Linked DNA regions of Rattus norvegicus: all the other regions are linked to region 1. A link is a contact called in public Hi-C data. All regions are on one chromosome and are shown on one strand. Each heading gives the region's core, a stretch centred on a gene start, on an enhancer-like site or on the middle of the called end of the contact. The rest is flanking DNA. Distances are from core to core; before and after follow the strand shown.

The links. A called contact is a pair of places that touch in the nucleus more often than the background predicts.
Region 2: a Hi-C map of liver shows a contact between it and region 1, with 4 times the contacts expected there. The contact joins two enhancer-like sites. A contact is called at or near these places in 9 of 12 Hi-C or Micro-C datasets (the A7r5 cell line, the Rat2 cell line, Schwann cells and 4 more).
Region 3: a Hi-C map of liver shows a contact between it and region 1, with 5 times the contacts expected there. The contact joins the promoter of Zfp36l2 here to the enhancer-like site in region 1. A contact is called at or near these places in 10 of 12 Hi-C or Micro-C datasets (the Rat2 cell line, Schwann cells, frontal cortex and 5 more).

Annotation. Positions count from the first base shown.
Region 1 is chr6:16,317,955-16,321,432 of GRCr8, reverse strand. No RefSeq gene overlaps it. Among named protein-coding and RNA genes, the nearest start is that of Zfp36l2, 77 kb to the right of the region's middle. Within about 2 kb of position 1,967, at least 29 of the 93 cell types and tissues checked have an H3K27ac peak or open chromatin away from gene starts, as enhancers often do. A contact at or near this core is called in Schwann cells, hepatocytes, kidney and 1 more, where this site is marked.
Region 2 is chr6:16,399,100-16,402,577 of GRCr8, reverse strand. All of the region lies in intron 2 of LOC134479316 (a long non-coding RNA gene), which reads right to left. Among named protein-coding and RNA genes, the nearest start is that of Zfp36l2, 160 kb to the right of the region's middle. Within about 2 kb of position 1,662, at least 26 of the 93 cell types and tissues checked have an H3K27ac peak or open chromatin away from gene starts, as enhancers often do. A contact at or near this core is called in liver, where this site is marked.
Region 3 is chr6:16,241,016-16,244,493 of GRCr8, reverse strand. Zfp36l2 (zinc finger protein 36, C3H type-like 2) reads right to left here and starts at 1,872. Exons shown (of 2, transcript NM_001036626.2): 1 at 1,589-1,872; 2 at 1-1,094. The coding sequence starts at 1,639.

The DNA of each region.
Region 1 (3,478 bases), core at 718-3,217:
AGGCGGTCCTTTGAAAGGAAAAGCAGGTTTGAACCCTCACATGGGGGTGCTCTGGATCTCCATGGCTTGAGAGGGTGAGAGAGCCTCCCTCCCTGCACACTCACATCCCTGCCCCTCCTTTGGAGCGCCACCCCCAGGAAATGGGAGCCAGGACCCTACAGAGTTCTCCACAGGAGACAGTAGCCTCCATGTGGGCACGAGAACCCTGGACTGCCCAAGCCCACCTAGAAGTGTGCAGAAGAAGGCTGTGTCATGATGATTAGCCTCTGGGACACTCCTAACTCCAACTAAAGGGGGATGCCTTCCTCGGCCCCCACTGCTGCACTGGGGCCTGGCCAACAGCTGTTCCTGGCTGAAGGTTCAGCTCTGTCCCACCCACCCAGTCAGTCCCTAGGGGACACGCAAGCGGCTTTGATGCGCTTGTCAAAGCGTTCTTGTTCTGACAGCTGTTTCCCAGGAGGGCACTTACTGCCACAACCACCTCCCACATCTGGCTCTGGGAATAGTGCCCCACCCATCAGCAGACAGAAATGCTGAACACACAGGGACAGCTGAGGGCCTCAGCCCATTGGGACTGAAAGGGGTCATTCCATCCCCATTTATAGACGAGGTCAGGTACTCTCTGCTCCCAAGGGCTGGCCACAGTACCCTAAGGGCTCTAATTCAGGTCTGAATCCTCCTCCTTGGCTTAGGCCCAGCTCCACTTGCACAAGCCACATTCAAACCAGAAAAGTGTTGCAGGGTACCCAGAACTAGAAAGGACAAAGAAGGAACAGTTAGAGTGGACTCAGAGTCCTTGCTCTGTCCTCTCAGTGGAGTGATCATGTCTCCCGTGGGACCCATTGACCTTGGTCACTATAATAAAAAAATACCAGATCTGAATTTATTTCAATCAGCATTCATAACCTGGGCTATTCTCTGTGCCTTGTAGGACAGTCACTGCATCCCTGACATTTATTCTAAGATGCCAGTAGCATCCAGCCCCTACCCACATCCCCAGAATTATCAATAGACATGGCCAATATGCCCCAGGGGCAAGACCACACAAATACGAGCACAGCTGATCTTAAAATTACTTTAGTCCCAGCACTGTGGAGCTGAGGCAGGAGAACAGTAAGTTCAAGACTAGCCTGGGCTACATAGTAAATGTGAGTCCTGTCTGGGCTTTGTAAGACTGTCTAAAACAAAAGGGCACATACGATCTGTCCCTGGACCTTCTCAGAGCTCCAGGAAAAAAGGCAGCAGATAACCTATGTGCAAGGATCGGGTAACATATGTACAAGACAACGCAGTATGTGTGAGAAGTCTGCAAAAGCCTGAGGCCATCTAGGAAGGCTTCCTGGAGGAAGGGGGAGTTTTTATTTGGCTAGATACAAGCAGCCTGGAAAGAAAATAGTGTAGGGGAAGTCTCAAGAGCAGTACAAGGGGCTCATGGTGGGGAAGAGCTTGCTGACTCTCCCAGAGGCCGTTGGGAAACCCTCTACTGTGTAGTGAGGGTCTGACAGAGGAGATAAGCAGGCGGGACTCAAGATCGCCCTGCCTTCTGCAGATCTGAAGAGGGTCAAGCCCAGAGTAAGCAGGGAGGATTCCTCACTCCTCAAGCCTGCTCCTGTGTGATGTCCCCCACCAGTCCATGTGGCTTGGGTTGGCAGAGATTTCAAAGACCCAGGAGCCTACTAAACTTTATCCTGGGAACCCCAGCTCTCCCATTCCACCCCCCAGCCCGGACTTAATACTGCATTGGCTTTTCGAGGCACTTTTGATTTAAAATGGGCTTCCAGAGGGAAAGACCCCCCCCCACCCGGGGTCAAAGTTAAGGAATGTGGGGTTCGGGCTGCCCACAGGGAGCTTCTGAGAGATCCTACCAGCAGGGGGCGCTGTGAACCCAGGCACACGGTCCAGGCTTGGGGAGGGAGGCGGCAGCCACATGGTGAAGCCTCCAGACTCTGAGCCTAGCTCCACCCCAGGGAGCTTGCGGGCCTGTGCTCAGCATGGTGTCCCCTCCTCCCGGCTTCCCAGGCTCACCCACCCTTACCCCTCACCTGAGGAAGGAGAAGCCATTGTGCTGACCATTTGGCTGATGATGCAGCAAGGTCAGAGAGAACAGAGACTCAGCAGCCTGCTGCAGATGCGGGTTGACCCACCGGCATGCCAGTGTGTCAGCCCCATGTGGTTGGGGCAACCTTTGGGCCTTGTTGGCAAGCCTACGCTGTCCTCAGGCTGACACTGCATGCTGCAGAGGCTAGCGTGGACAACCCCACGTCGTGAGAAGTGCTGGCCAAGGGGAAGAGGTACATGCTCAGGCCCAAGTCGTGTGGAGTAGAGGGTAACCAGCACAGCAGGCAGAGAGCAAGTGGACACCGTCCTGCGTGAATTCTCTCTCAGCAGCTAGCTCTGACAACAATGAGCCACGGTTGGCATGCAGGGGTGCTTGTGTACGCGCGCGCGCGCGCGCGCGCACACACACACACACACACACACACACACACACACACACACACACACACACACACTGCCTGGGGTGCTGGGTGACATGTTGAGGACCCATCTGAGAAGCAGGTGTGGCTATGAGCCCATCTGATAGATGAGAAAATGAAGGCTCAGTAAAAGTAGCCTTGGAGAGTTTCTGAGATTCCCAGGAGGAAACCAGCACACCCCAAGTCTGCCTAGCACTCACCTGTGCTCCCAGAGCTCCTGCTGGGCCTAGAGGTCTAAGTAAATAAAGTTTGGAGCCCAGCCTGCAGAATCTGTGGCTGAGGAGAGTGCTACTGAGGATGGAGGGGAGTGGACAGGACCTCCTGGAGACTCCAGGAAGGAGCCCAGCAGGCCGCCTGGCTGTTTCCAGTCAGAGACCCTCCTGGAGGGGGCAAGCCTTGAACAACAAGCTTGATTCCTGAACAAAGGCAAACAATTGGTTCACACCAGCCAATCCCCTCAGTACCTCCTCCCTCCTCTCCCCACTCCCCCGCTTGCTGGTACCCGGCAGCATCCAGGTCCAACTAGAGAGGAAGGCAGAAGCTACCAGGAAAATAGGGCACCAGATCTGTGGGTTCAACCAGCCATTCTTGCTAGGTATTGACTAAGCTCTTAGAAAAATGGAGAGTAGGGTCTGGAAGCACACACCAGTCTTTGCCTACTCAAGAGGCTGAGACGGGGGAATTTTGAGTTTCAGGAGCGCTTGGACAATTTAATGAAAAATCTTCTTAAGATAAAAAGAGAATAAAATACATTTTTTAAGAAGAACCAGGCATGGTATTGGTATTATACACCTACAGTCCTATAAAATAAAATTAATGTTTGCTTTCGTTTCTTAAGAGAGGGGGAAGAATTCAAAAGACAGGCAAACCCAGGATGTGTGCTCTTGCCAACAAAGACAATCAGGGTTGAGTAGGATTAGAACCAGGTCTGCAACTGAGGAAGGGGTACAACAGTTGGAGCCCCAGGAGAGCTGGCTAGGGTGTGTTCTAGAACTTGGGAA
Region 2 (3,478 bases), core at 413-2,912, 81 kb before region 1:
GGGCTTCACGATGTTGAGAGAAAGGCTCTGGGTCTTGGCTGTGTGTGTGGTCATTTCCTTCTCTGGAAAATCAGGACAATAGCTGGACACCCCTCCTAGGATTGTCTCAGAGACTAAGAAAGATGAGACCCGGGGTCCTGACAGACATGCAGTATTAATTAAGAATTACTGCCACGTCATCGCTTCCGGCTCCAGCCTCTTGCTTACTTTTCAGGGTCCGGAATCAGGAACAAAATCTGATTGAAAAGAGTCACTCCCACTCAGTTCAAGACTCCCAGAGATTCTAACTGATCAGGCAGAGACGCTCTGGCTAGTTTTATATCAACTCGACACAAGCTAAGGAGGGAACCTCGGGTGAGAAAACACCTCCATGAGATCCAGCTGTGGAGCATTTTCTTAGTGATCAATGGGGTAAGACCCAGCCCATTGTGGGTGGTTCCATACTTGGGCTGGTGGTCCTGGATTTTATAGAGCAGGCTGTGCAAGCTATAAGGAGTAAATCAGGAATCAGTGCCCTCCATAGCCTCTGTATCAGCTCCTGCCACCAGGTTCCTGCCCTGCTTGAGTTCCTGTCCTGACTTCCTTTGATGATGAACAGCATGTGGAGTGTAAGCCAAATAGACCCTTTCCTCCCCAACTTCCTTTTGGCCATGGTGTTTTATCACGGCAGTAAGAAGTCACTAAAAAGTGTTCCAGAAGTCTTTATTAGAGTATATATTTTAGATATTTTGAGCTGGGTAAATAGATTGATTGGTAGAGTCTTGCCTTTTGCTGGGGGGGGCACAGATTGATTGGTAGAGTCTTGCTTTGCATTCAAGAAACCCTGCATTCAATTCCCAGCACCTCATATACCAGGCATGGTAGCCAGCACTTGGGAGGTGGAGACAGGAGGATCAGAAGTTCAAGGTCATCCTCAGCTATGTCATATATGACATTCTGTCTATAAATAATTAATAAACAAGCCTCCTAGGTGGCCCTGGAATTTAGACAGCTTTGGAAACCACCAGAATAAATGATGCAAGGGTTTTATTTTAATCAAAACCAGCTGTGTCCTCCAACTGGTACCTGCCACTAGTCATTGCAAGTAAGGCCACCGTTTAACACAGAGAGGCTACCATTCCTCCAGACAGCCCCAGTGTCAGGGGAAGGGACAACAACACCCTAGTCCCCTCCTGCAGCTGCCTCAGTATTGTGGCCAATGGAGCTCACCATGAAATTGGTTCTCCATACCTCCCAAAGCCAGACCAGGAGGCATCTGGCAGATGTTGTGGATCCCACCAGAGGAGAGGCCTTCGAGAGCCAAGGGAATCCAGCCACTCCCTCCACCCAGCCCAGGTTTCTGCCAAATCCTGTGCCCTTCCCTCCTACCGGGACACTTCATTTGGCCTAAGGAAGCTCCTGGCTCCTTCATTTCCCAAATTAAGCCAAGGCTGTCAGCTGAGGTGTGGGGGATGGCCACGGCTGGTCCCTTGAAGCCTGGAACAGAGTCTTTCTGGAGGAATCCGAGTGCAAGAGGAAAGTAAAGATATGAAGAAGTCGGGGAGGCCACTGGTGAGATGGGGGGCGGGTCTGACCCGGCCTCTGGTGACCTGGCCTTGATCCCCACAGGGAAAGTGCCTCAGGCAGTGAGGACTGAGGAAGAGGAAGGGCACAGAAAGACAGCATCAACCTCCACTAAGGACTCGGGACTGTTGACGTGGGAGAGACAGGCCGGCTCAGCCTTGGTCTGGCTCTGGTCCACAGTGAGGAGGAAATGGTTTTCACTAAAAAACAAAGTTGAAAAACAGTTTGCTGAAGGGGAATGAAAGAGGAAAGGGGGAAAGGGAGGGGAGGGAGGGCTCGCCCAAACTGTCTGCTCATCACAATCACCTGGGCAGCTGCTAAAAACGCAGATTCCGAAGCCCATGCCAAGTCAGTAAAATGTTATTCTTGGTAGCCTGGCTTTCTCTTCCTTACGGTTTAAAGACATAGACTCAACTTAACCAGCTTGGAAGACCTGGTGCTGGGTGTGCCAAGGTGAAGGGCTGGCTCATAGTCCTTAAGGAAATGCCAAACCAGAGAGACCCAACGAACTCAGGGGAAAACTCCTAAAAAAATACTCACTCCTCCCCAGCCAGTCTAGGGCTCCCCTGTGCTTGCCTTCTGTCATTTGAGTTCCCAGAGAAGGGTCTCCAGGACTCTGCTAACACCTTCCTCTTGTCCCTGTGGGAGGCTCAGGCCTTCCCATCCTGCAGTCCCATCCTGCAGTCCCAGCCTAGTAGGTCTCCTAACAGAGGACCTGCCCTGCAGCCACACTGATTTTAGCCCATCAACACCGGTGTGGACCCATAGCCTCCAAAGAGAGCACATGCATGCTGTTTTCAGCCGCCTGCCTTACAGAGCCCTGTGAACCCGACTCCAATAGGCTCCCCACCTCACCAACCAGCACCAGGGACTCCAGGGTCCCCACAGTCCCTCACCACCCAGCCTTCTTCTGAGCCTCTCTAGACCCCTCAAACATATTTCCAATGTTCCTCACAGCTCCCTTATGACTGATCAGTCAATATACTGTCCTCTCCTCTCTGATGCCACTGTGCTGTGGTCATGTGGTCAGGGTTCTGTTTTCTTCTGTTATATCGACCCCTTTCCAGACATGGTTCCAAAGTGAGGCTTGGTACTCCACACCCTGACTCCCAGCAGTAGGAGGCTCTCCATGTGCCTTCCTGGCCTTTCTGAGGAGACCTAGGTCACCTGCTCATCCCTCACCCCATACATCACCCTTCCAGGAATTCCTCTCTGACTGTCATGCCATTTGCTCAGTGCTTGACACATAGTAGGCATTCAAAAAGCATAAGAAGTCATTGGATCCCCAGGGCTTTAATGTCAGGAATGAATTAACCCACGGACGGTTTCCAATTGGATGGCACTCTGGAAAGGTGGCGGAAGCTATGGAGGTGGGGCCTGGATGGAGGAAGTGAATTACAGTTTCCCATTCATTCCCACAGGGCTACTTTCACACTTCACTCAAACCTCCGAACAAATGTCAGCCCATCTAATAGTTACCTCCCCATTAGTAGGCTCTATCTTGTTGCTGGTCCTTCAGTCTGCCACAAGGGGCGCTCTTGTGCTCCCTTCCCAGCATCCTGTGTGCCTGCCATCCTGCTCTGTCTCACTGGACTGTGCAAACAGCAGTGCGGCTCAGCATGGTTAATATCTCCGAGACCAAATAGATGCTTCCTCCATTTAAATTGTCTCTCTTGGGTGTTTATCTCAGCAACAAATCTGATTAACACACTGAAAATACCTTTCTATTATATCTGTAAATATGTGTAATGGAGGTGGGGCATGTGCGCATAAATAGAGATGCCCGAAGAGACCGGAGTGGGGCGTTGGAGCTGCCCGATGTGGGTGCTGGCAACCAAACCCGGGTCTTCTGGAAGAGCAGTATGTGCTCCTAACTTCTGAACCCCCTCTAGCCCCTCAAATCCTTTCTTCTCCT
Region 3 (3,478 bases), core at 623-3,122, 77 kb after region 1:
GCGAAGTTGTGGGTCTGGATGGCAAGTGGCGTGATGAGGCTGCTCAGCTCCGGGCCGAAGGTGAAGGCGTTGTTGGCGCACGAGGTGGTCGAGCAAGTGGCGCACGGCGCTCCGGGAGTCAGCAGGTCCTCCGCGCCTCCGGGGCCGTAGAGCAGCGCGGCCGCCGCCGCCGCCGCCGCTGAGGCACAGCACGTCGGGGCGCCCGAGGGTGTGGAGGCCGCTGAGGTGGAGGAGCAGGAAGAGGCTGATGAGGAACAGGACGAGGCGGAGGAACAGGAGGGCGGCGGCGGCGTGCGCGACGTGGGGCTGTCGAGCAGCAGCGGCGACTCCAGTCCCCCGGGCGGCTGGTGGTGGCCCGACGGGAAGCCGGAGAAACTGAGGCTGTGGTGCAGCTTTGGCCGCGGCTCCCGGGCAAAGCCCAGGTGCAGCGCGTCGCGCGCGCCAAACGCTCGCAGGTCCCCGGAGGCGCCCCCCGATGGTGCGGGCCGCCGCTCGTCTGCGTTGTGGATGAAATGGCAGCGCGGGCCGTAGGGGCAGAAGCCGATGGTGTGGAAGGTGCGGCACAGCTCCGTCTTGTACTTGGGGTGCCGAGTGAGGCTGCGCAGCTCATGGAAGCCGTGCGCGAACTGGCACTTCTCGCCGTACTTGCACGTGCCGCTCTCCTCGAAGGGCCGGCACAGCTCGGTCTTGTAGCGCGTGGAGTTGATTTGGGAGCCGCTGCCCCCCTTCTGCTGCTGCTGCAGGTGCAGGAGGTGCTGGCTGCGCTCACCGTTCTCGCTGAAAGAGCGATCCCGGAATTTGCTTTCCTTGTTGACCAGCGCCGTGCCGCTGCCCCCTGAAGGCTCCTTGAGCTGGCCGTAGGAGGACGGGCCGCCCGCGCCTGCCGGGCCACAGCTGCTGCCGTTAGGGGCGCCTGGGAACTTAGGCGAGCAGCTGCCAGGACTGGGGTGGGCGAGCGCGTGTAGGTTGCTGGCGGAGTGGCGTCTCAGGAACCCCGGAGTGAAGCTCGAGCTGGGGGCAGCAGCCACGGGCGTCCCCACCGCCTTCTTGTCCAGCATGTTGTTCAGATTGAGGTTTGCCAGGGATTTCTCCGTCTGCCAAAGGGAGGGGACCGGGGACGGGATGAAAATCTGATGGGGAAGAGAGTTGGGGGAACTGCAGAATGGACGCCAATCCCAACTGCCCACTTGTTGGTGTTCCTTGTGGGTTCCAATTCAGTCTCCACCGCTACACTTACAAAACGCAGGCCGGAGAGAGTGGAGGACGCCCACCCCGGCCGCTCCGGGTCTAGCCATGTGATCCTGGGCCCGTGGCCACGGGATGGGCGGCGCAAACACAGTCCGGGAAGTCCCGGCAGCGTGGCCGCGGTCGGCTCGGGAGGAGCACGGCTGCTCCAGCCGCTACTCGCTCCCTCCCAGCTCTCCACGCCCACAGTTGCAAGCACACAGTACTGCTAACTACAGGACTTCCCTCCACCCGCAAAGCCAACTTGGAAGGGTCCCTCCCGCCTTAGCCGGGCCCGGCGGCCAAGTCTCGGAACTCCAAAGGGTTCCAGGCCGTCCGCCATCCTTTCCCGCTGTCGGCTTACCTTGCACAAGAAGTCGATATCGTAGAAAGCTGACAGAAGAGTGGTCGACATTTTTCTGGGTCCTGTAATGGTCGGAACTGCAAGCGGGGAGGTTGGGAGGAGCCCTCGGTGCGGCGCAGCTCAAACCAAGACGAATAACGGACGAGGGGCAGGGAGGGACGGAAAGTTTGCTTGCGGGGCCGAGGAAGGAGGCCGCGGCGCGCGGAGTGGGGGGCAGAGGAGAAGCGAGAGCGCAGCTCGGCGCCCCGGCCTGCCCCCCGCGCGAGCCGTCGGCAGCTCGCGGACTGGTGGAACTCGGAGACCCGCGAGCGCGCGCCCTATATACAGCCTGGGAGCCGCGCGGCGGCGGGGCAAAGCGCACCCGGGGAGGGGACTGATCGCTGACCGGCTGGGGTCTCTAGGCAACGCCGCCCGCCGGCCCGCAGACGTCAGGCCCCTTCTCGGACTCTCATTGGTCGCCGCCAATTTTTTCCCTTCGGGGGCGGGGCGGGGCGGGCAGTCCCGGGCGTCCCGGGCGGCGTGGGGAGCACGGCTCCTTGGGGTGCGGGGTGGCGGCGGCGGGAATATCTCGTTCTCCCCCGCCTCTTGGAGTGTAATATTGGAAAGCACCTCACGCTCAATCTGACCGGGACCAGGCTATCCCGGACGTGCCTTTCCCTGCCCGATCCTGCTGGGCCGACTGGCGCAGCTTTTATCTCCCACCCTAGTTTTTGCTCGGCGCGCGGGAACTGCAAAACGCAACAATATTGCAATGGTGCGCGTTGCCAAGTTGCTTGGGACTGGGGGCGGGGGTCGCGGCCTGTCTGGTAGGTGGCAGCTCGGGCCCGGCTGCACGTGGAGAGGCCGTAGGGGTGGGGGCGGGAGCGGCCAGCCTGGAGGAGCATTGGAGCGTTTCTCCGCCCCTCTCCCCGCCCAGGCTCAGTAAACAGGACTTGAGCGTTGCGGCCTGTGGGGCAGGGCTGACTGTCTGAGGACAAGGCGCTGGCTTTGCTAATCACATCACAAGACCTTGAGCCTGGGCCAAAGGCGCGGAGTGGCGCGGGGTGTCCGGGGCGGGAAAGCCGACTCGGGGGACTAGAGGGAAGTCGGGGGAGCAGTGTGGACACGGAGGAAGTCACTTCCTTCACCTTTGTGCCTGTTGGTTGGCCTAACCTCCCCACCCGTCTCAGGGATGGGGGGTGCAGCTGCTAGCCAAGGCTTCCCGCCCGTACAGCCTTGGCCTGTTGAGTCCTGCAACCTTTTTCCTACGGCTGTGGGAGGCACCGCATTGAATCTAAGCTTTGTGTTAGCTGCCGGAGGCGGTGGTTGCTGAACCACCACCCAGGTTGGGGGGAAGAGGCCCTCGTTCTGTTGCCTTTAGTGCAACTCCTACTAGCTTTCCGTAGAAAAAGCAGTCTCAAAAGGCCCCTGACTCTTTTGAGAGTAGCACCCCCCCCCACACACCTAGTGCCCAGTGAGGCTACCCCCAACCCCCAACGTTACTCAGGCGATCTGGTCAGGTCCAGAACCCTTTATCCCTACACTGAGTTTATACTGGCTGCCAAAAGCTGGAGTTGGGCCCACGGTTTCACCCAACTGGCAGTCCAGGTTGCCCTGGGTGGAAGGCCCAGTAGTTGCCAGGGAAGGACGCTTGACCAACTACATCCTTCCCACGTTATTCTTCCTGTCTGCTTGCACTCAGTCCAGTGTGCACTTGGGCTGTATCAGTTAACCTGGAAGGTAAGGAGGTACATCTGTCACTCAACAGGCTCCCGAGTCCAGGCGCATTTGGCTGCATTTTTGCCCCTGTAAGGCTGGACTTTAGGGTCACAAATGTGCTAAGTGGGTATGGTGGTTCAGGCAGAGGCAAACAAATTTCGGTGAGTTTTAGGCCAGCCCAGCACAGCTTAG